Regions from separate parts of the Ovis aries genome. Here region 2 is linked to region 1. The links are chromatin contacts, called in public Hi-C maps. All regions are on one chromosome and are shown on one strand. The core of a region is the stretch at or near the end of the contact, and the rest is flanking DNA. Distances in the headings are between cores, read along the strand shown.

Evidence for each region. Hi-C and Micro-C count contacts between places; a contact is called where the count stands out from the background.
Region 2: a Hi-C map of liver shows a contact between it and region 1, with 5 times the contacts expected there. The contact joins two enhancer-like sites. A contact is called at or near these places in 10 of 16 Hi-C or Micro-C datasets (blood, hypothalamus, liver and 5 more).

Annotation. Positions count from the first base shown.
Region 1 is chr4:96,303,161-96,306,359 of ARS-UI_Ramb_v3.0, forward strand. The region is part of intron 8 of LOC106991099 (a long non-coding RNA gene); the gene reads right to left. Among named protein-coding and RNA genes, the nearest start is that of MIR29A, 14 kb to the left of the region's middle. Within about 2 kb of position 1,446, at least 29 of the 54 cell types and tissues checked have an H3K27ac peak or open chromatin away from gene starts, as enhancers often do. A contact at or near this core is called in liver, where this site is marked.
Region 2 is chr4:96,398,451-96,401,540 of ARS-UI_Ramb_v3.0, forward strand. The region is part of intron 4 of LOC106991099 (a long non-coding RNA gene); the gene reads right to left. LOC132659707 (a long non-coding RNA gene) reads left to right here. Exons shown (of 3, transcript XR_009600446.1): 3 at 655-1,042. Among named protein-coding and RNA genes, the nearest start is that of MIR29A, 110 kb to the left of the region's middle. Within about 2 kb of position 1,506, at least 9 of the 54 cell types and tissues checked have an H3K27ac peak or open chromatin away from gene starts, as enhancers often do. A contact at or near this core is called in liver, where this site is marked.

The DNA.
Region 1 (3,199 bases), core at 196-2,695:
TTTTTGGCTGGAATGGATCCTACAATCAACTGGCCACTAGCTTTCAAATCTGTTTTGATTTGGCCTTTATTGAGGCTGTAGGAATCGGGACATGGTTCTGGCTTCTAGCAGAATTCGCCTCAGTTCTTCTTGCCTCAGAGAAACTGGGAACACTTTTGACTGTCCATATTTTTTTGTGTGGCTCACAGAAAATAAAACAATAGGGAAAACCCAACTTCCTAGTCACAGCTCACAGCATCTTTGGCAACTAAGTAGTGAGTTCCATGGCCTTGCTGAAAACTGTCCCAGGCTTGTCAGAGCAAGGAAATACACCCAGTGCTCAAGACAACCTGCCCAAGAAAACGACTGGGGTTCTGCCTTCAGGGGCACCTCAGCAGTAGAGAATAACGAGGCTCACAGTGTATAAAGCGTAAAAAATTAAGCCTTTAAAGGTAAAGAACTGCATACTCGGAAAGCCAGCGATGTGGTCTCTGACTGTGAAAACTCAAACAGTGGTCACGACATAGCTAACCGTGTAGAGCTTTTGCATTTGGTCAGTGTCTGATTAATCGTCACCAGACTTGTCATGGCCTTATAGGAACTGAGTAAGCTGGGAGTGTTTCCCGAGAGCCACTGTTCAGCTGTGAACATGTAGACAGCCTTCTGTTTTTGTCTTTTGGAAAATCTAATCAGTTGAAATGACGACTTGGTGGTCAGACTTGCACTTCTCTAGCTACTTGAAAAAGGCTTATTTTGCCAGGCAAGGAGTGAGATTATGGTTAACTCGGTTTTTTTAGACTGAGGTCATCTCTATTCATTGGTGTAGTAAACAAGTCAGACTAAAAAAAAAAAAAAAAAACCCTTCCTTTCAAGAGTAACATTGCATTTTTATCTTCTCTGGGATGAAATGAAAGCACCGTAATTTTTAAAAACAACATCCACCAGAGTATCTAAGAATGATATAGAAAACTTAAAAAAAAAGAAAAAGAAACCTTAAACCTCATTTGCTCATTTCTAAGGATACTGGCAGCTTAGGTATCCTATCACTCCATGTCATTTTATTCCTTGAGCGCTCTTATTGTACAAGGTCAAACAGAATCGTAAGCCAACATTTTCAAAACCTCTTCATTCCATTCTTAAAGATATCCATCAATGGATAATTTGTGTCTGTTCAATTAAAACAACCACAGCCCCTGTAACTGTTGAGAAAAGCCCTCTGCGCTTGCCAAAGACACCAGCCAGGAAGGACCATCAGGACAGTCTCCTTTTTGGTCTCCCGGGGCCTCAGTTTCACTTTTCCTATCAGCTTGATGACACCCAGGACACATAAAGGATCCCTTTCTCGGCAGCACCGACGGTGCCCTGAGATCCTTGCACAGCAAGGCGGGGTGGGAGGCCTCCCCGGTTTGCCTGGGCCGGCCTCGCCAGGGCACTGTTCCCAGGGCGGTGACTCAGCTCTGGAGGCCACCTGCTGCGGGGGCGCTGCCACCTTCCGGGTCACTGCCAGTCATGAGGGTACAGGGACAGGGCAGAGCTGAATGGACTCAAAGAATCAACAGCTCAGAGCCAGGTCAAGGGCAGTGCCGGAAGCAGAGCCTTTGTTTACAGAAAGCCCAGCATTTCCAGGAGAGGCTGTGTGTGTGGAGGGGCTTCCCACCTGGGTGCTGAGCGTCTCGGGCAGCACCGAGACGGTGGGCCTTGGGCCATGGTGTTAAAATGAGGGCAGGGCCATGGGACAGCTCCCACTTTCACCACCACTTTGATCAGATCACCATGGCTTTCACAGGCAATAAAGGGTGCCCACTGCTGCAAGATACCCCCACTGCATTTGAGGTCTGCCCATCACCTTCCATCTCTTACGTCCACCCTTCCTCCAGGGCAGCCTCCTGCCTTCCCTTAGGTAAAACCTCTGCTCCAGCTAAAATAAGCCGCCCCCAGCACTCTGCCCTGCAGGGCTCGCTCCCTCTCTGTGCTTCTGTTTTGAGAGGCCGATTGGGCTGCTAGCAGTCAGACACAGGGCTATCCCACCTCGGATTCTCCTCGTTCTCTGCCTTTTCTCTGAGCTGAACCTTTAAGGTCCAGTTCAACCTTCCCTACTTTACACGGCCTCCCTGGGCCACTTGGGCATGTCACCTTCTGCACTCACCAGCACTTAGGTCTCAACTGCAAACCCACCTGATGTGCACTCAGGCTCTAATGTGTTTCGGTCAGTGACAAACACTTAAGGGACCTGTGCTCAGAGTGTGAGGAGAAAAGACAGGACCCTGCGGCAGGAGTCTACCTCTCTCCCTCCTGCCGCAGGAGACTCACGTGCGCGCATTGCCGTCGAGCACATGCAAGGAGCTCTGCAGGCTCAGCAGGCTTTATAGAGGAACTCTAGGCTGGGTTTTAAAGGAAGAGGAGGGTTTTAAAGGAGGGACAAGGTTGGACAAGGGAGGGAGGTGGGTTGTTCAGAAACAAGATGGCACGTTCTCTTGAGCATCTCTGCAGCTTTGGGTTCAAGGGTAGGAGGCGCTGGGGGCCGGGATCTGAGCTCAAAGGACTTGGCCCGACTGGCTGAGTACCTGTGCTGTATGAAATGCATCAACGGGGTTACTCCTGGGTGAGAGAGAAAGACGGCAGGGCCCGCTGCGCCCGGAAGTGCTGAGGGGTGGGGCACTTGGACATACATTATCACATTCAATCACCACCATGTTCTTGAGCCATTTGTTTGGCAATTAATCACATGCTGCCTTGTGACATGATCACCCCGGCTATCTCGTCCCCGATGTGGCCTGCATGCTTGTTTTCTCCCCAGCTGGACAGTCAGCCCCGTGCAGGCCCCGAAGGCCTTCCCTCTGACTGCCCACAGTGGCCAGCGCAACGCCTCATACCCACAGAGAGACAGTAACACACGTCTTTCTTCCTCCCTGGTCTTTTTTTTTTTTTAATAGAAGTACAGTTGACTTAACAGACACTCCAGGATGTGCTTCTGCCATATCTCCTGCTAAATAAGTAATTAAGTCCATCAGGAAGTAATTCTTGAGTCCTAGACTCTGGACAGTACTCAGGGTACGTGTCAAAAAGGGTGTGCAGTACAGGTGGGTGGGTCCTGCTGCGGAATCTGGAGGGTGGGCAGGAAGGAGAGTTCAGCCAGCTGCTCTGTGAGGCGAGGCTTCCTTCCATCCACCTTGACTTCTGCGCCTTCGCTCTGGGCCTGGAGCTTCGTTGAGCTCTTTCC
Region 2 (3,090 bases), core at 256-2,755, 95 kb after region 1:
CTTAAAGCTACTTTCCTGGGAGGAATATTATCAGAGCCAGTCTCCACCTTTAACCCTGCCGCTCAAAAAGCCATATAAGCTGGAAAAATCCCAAAGCTCAAACCACAATTCCCGGGCTGCCTGATTAGAAGCAGTTCCAAGCTTTGATCCCTGTTAAAATGTAAAAGTTCTGGGAGGTGTACTCTTTATGCTATTATCAGTTGGTAGTGAAAGTTGCGTTGTTATCTTTTCAATGGTAAGTTTAATGATAAGAACTTCAGGTGGTTTCCAGGCATCTGGTTCACCTGTCCAGTGTGGACTTGTTCTCTGCGGGGTGCCTAGGACTCTCTAGGACTCAGCACATAAACAGGTGCTCAATATGCCAGTGTGGGTGAGCAAGTGAATGGCTGAATGGCCATAACTCTTGCAGAGGTCAGGCTTAGCGCACATTTATGAAGCAGGTAGGTCTTCAAGTGGCAGCCAAGTTGGGCAAAAGTATCCCTGGAAAGGGGTGGGTGGGGTTGCTAAGTCGTATCCCAATCTGTGACCCCCCCAGACTGCAGCCTGCCAGGCTCCTTTGTCCATGGGGATTCTCCAGGCAAGAATACTGGAGTGGGTGGCCATTTCCCTCTCCAGGGATCAAACCTGCATCTCTTGTGTCTTCTCCATTGATAGGTGGATTCTTTACCACTGAGCCACCTAGGAAGCCTGAAAAGATCTACAGAACAAGAAAATCCCTGTCTCATGCTAACAACTTTGAAAGAAACTCCAGGCATATTTAAGTATGAAAAGGATCCTAACTTTGAATTTATTAAGAATGGATTCTGTTTTTAAATGTATAGAGAGTTAATGCGTTAACGAAAAAGGTAATCTAACAGGGCAGTGATATCGACATGACTTTCCTTCTCCCTAACATTCTCATACCCAAGTCCTGTATGTCCTCCACAATTATTTTCTCTCCCAGGGACCCTTCCCTGGTTTCCTGGCCAGAAGAGCTCGCTCCCCACTTTGTACTCAAAGTTACTTTGCTCTTTGTGCACATAAACACATTTTATGAAAGGTATTTTTTTTTCTCGTCTGCATTACCTGGCTGTCTCCAACTATCTCTGTATTTCAGAGAACAAAGCATTTTTCCTAACATAAATCAGCTCCCAGTCAATATAGACTAATGTTTTTGAAAAGACTCCTATGAAAGTGCTCCAAGGATATACCACCATCTGTTTCTAATGTTCAAATATAATTTGGATAGTTTAGAAGCTATAATTAAAAAAAAAAAGACACTGCAATCACTGCATATACACAGGGTCATGTGCCAAAGACCCTGTGTGAACATCCAGGAGGTCCCTGCAGCAGGCCCCCCTGGCCCCACCATGCGCACATGTGGACATCCTGTAAGTGTGACACAGGAAAGGGAAGCTGTAGCTCCGTCCTGATCGTGTGAAAAATACCATGTGCACAGTCTGCTCTCAAGAGGTTGCTCAAGCAAGTACATGAACACAGACCGCACCCCAGCGTCGGCTGCCATTAACTGCGGGTGAGGCACATGGGGCATCTGTATGGCCTTGCTTTCATCACAGTAGAAAGTCCTCTGTGATAATACCCTGCTTGAGAGAGGGTAAATATTTATTCTAAGAATTAGATGCTTCCTGTATGACTTTAGATTTATGATAAGGAATGTGAGCAATTGTTTCCATAAGTTTAGTTACGGGTTACAGTTTTGAAACAAATATTCCCTACCTTAGACTAACCGAGCCAAAAACCATCCTGGGATCCCAAGGCAAGCTGTTTAAAAACAAAACCAAAGCAAAACCCCCCTGTTACAATTTGGAAGTAATCATCTATATGAACAGATTTTTAAAAAAACATTACGCATTTAAAGCAAAGTATACAACTTTATTCAACACAGCTGATAATGTGAATACAGCCATTATAGTTATCATCAACCTGATTTAAAGTTTTTTCATTATATCTTAAGGGTGTCATTGTTCTTAGTGACTCTTCAGTAAACATTATAAATGTAAACTCCAAAAAAAGGTAAAGTACAAGTAAATACCACTCTTTTTTATATGATAGTTTCATTTCATTTGATGAAAGGATTCTCTGCCTCCACAAAAGTTTAAAAACTTCTGTTAGTTTTTCTCAAATCCCAGTCTCCGGAGCGGCTGCAGGAGACCTGGATGAGCTTTTTGAACATACAGTTTTCCTAGGCTCCTTTCTCGGCAACTCCCTTCCAGTAGGTATGGAGTGAAGGTGAGGATATGGCAAGGGGTAGGGAGGGGCAGGGAAGGGAGAGAAGGCGAAAAGGACAGTGAGAGCGGCTCAGGTGTGTTCCTGTCCGACTCTGCCACCCCATGGACTGCACACCGCCAGGCTCCTCTGTCCACGGAATTCTCCAGGCCAGAACACTGGAGTGGGTTGTCATTCCCTTCTCCAGGGGATCTTCTCAGCCCAGGGATTGAACCCAGGTCTCCTGCACTGCAGGTGGATTCTTTACCACCTAAACCACCAGGGAAGGAAACCACTGATCTAATCAACACACAACTGTCTTCACAGAATTTTTGGTCAAATGCTTTGGTAAAATCAAAGCAAAATATGTCAACAACCACCCTTAACATGTGAACTCTTAAAAGTTAGTTTTTATTATTTGTCCTTCATGAACTCGCACTGGACCTACTAAAATCATTTACTTTCCTTAAAGTTCATAAACATCTATTTAACTGTCTGTTTTGTTGGTGATCAACAGCCAGAGCATTTGTTTGGCTTCCAGAACCTCTTGCTTTACTTAAAATTTGGACAAAGCTTGTTTCGCTCCTGTCTTCAACCCCCTTTTAAATTCTGTATGATTTTTCAACATTTAGTCAACACTGGGGTTTTTTGAGATACTTGCCAGCTCCATGCAGCACCATTAATTTGTAACAGTCATCAAAGGCTATCTCCCCCCACACTGAACTACACTTCTCAGGGCACTGCTGCAGTTCTGCACTCTTACAATTTCAAAATCATCGTTCTTGCTGGAAAAGACTGGAAGTCAAACAGCAGCTGAGTAGGATCACAGATTTCTTATATAGGAGGATATTTTTAAATGCAACTACTCTAATGATTTTTTTTTAA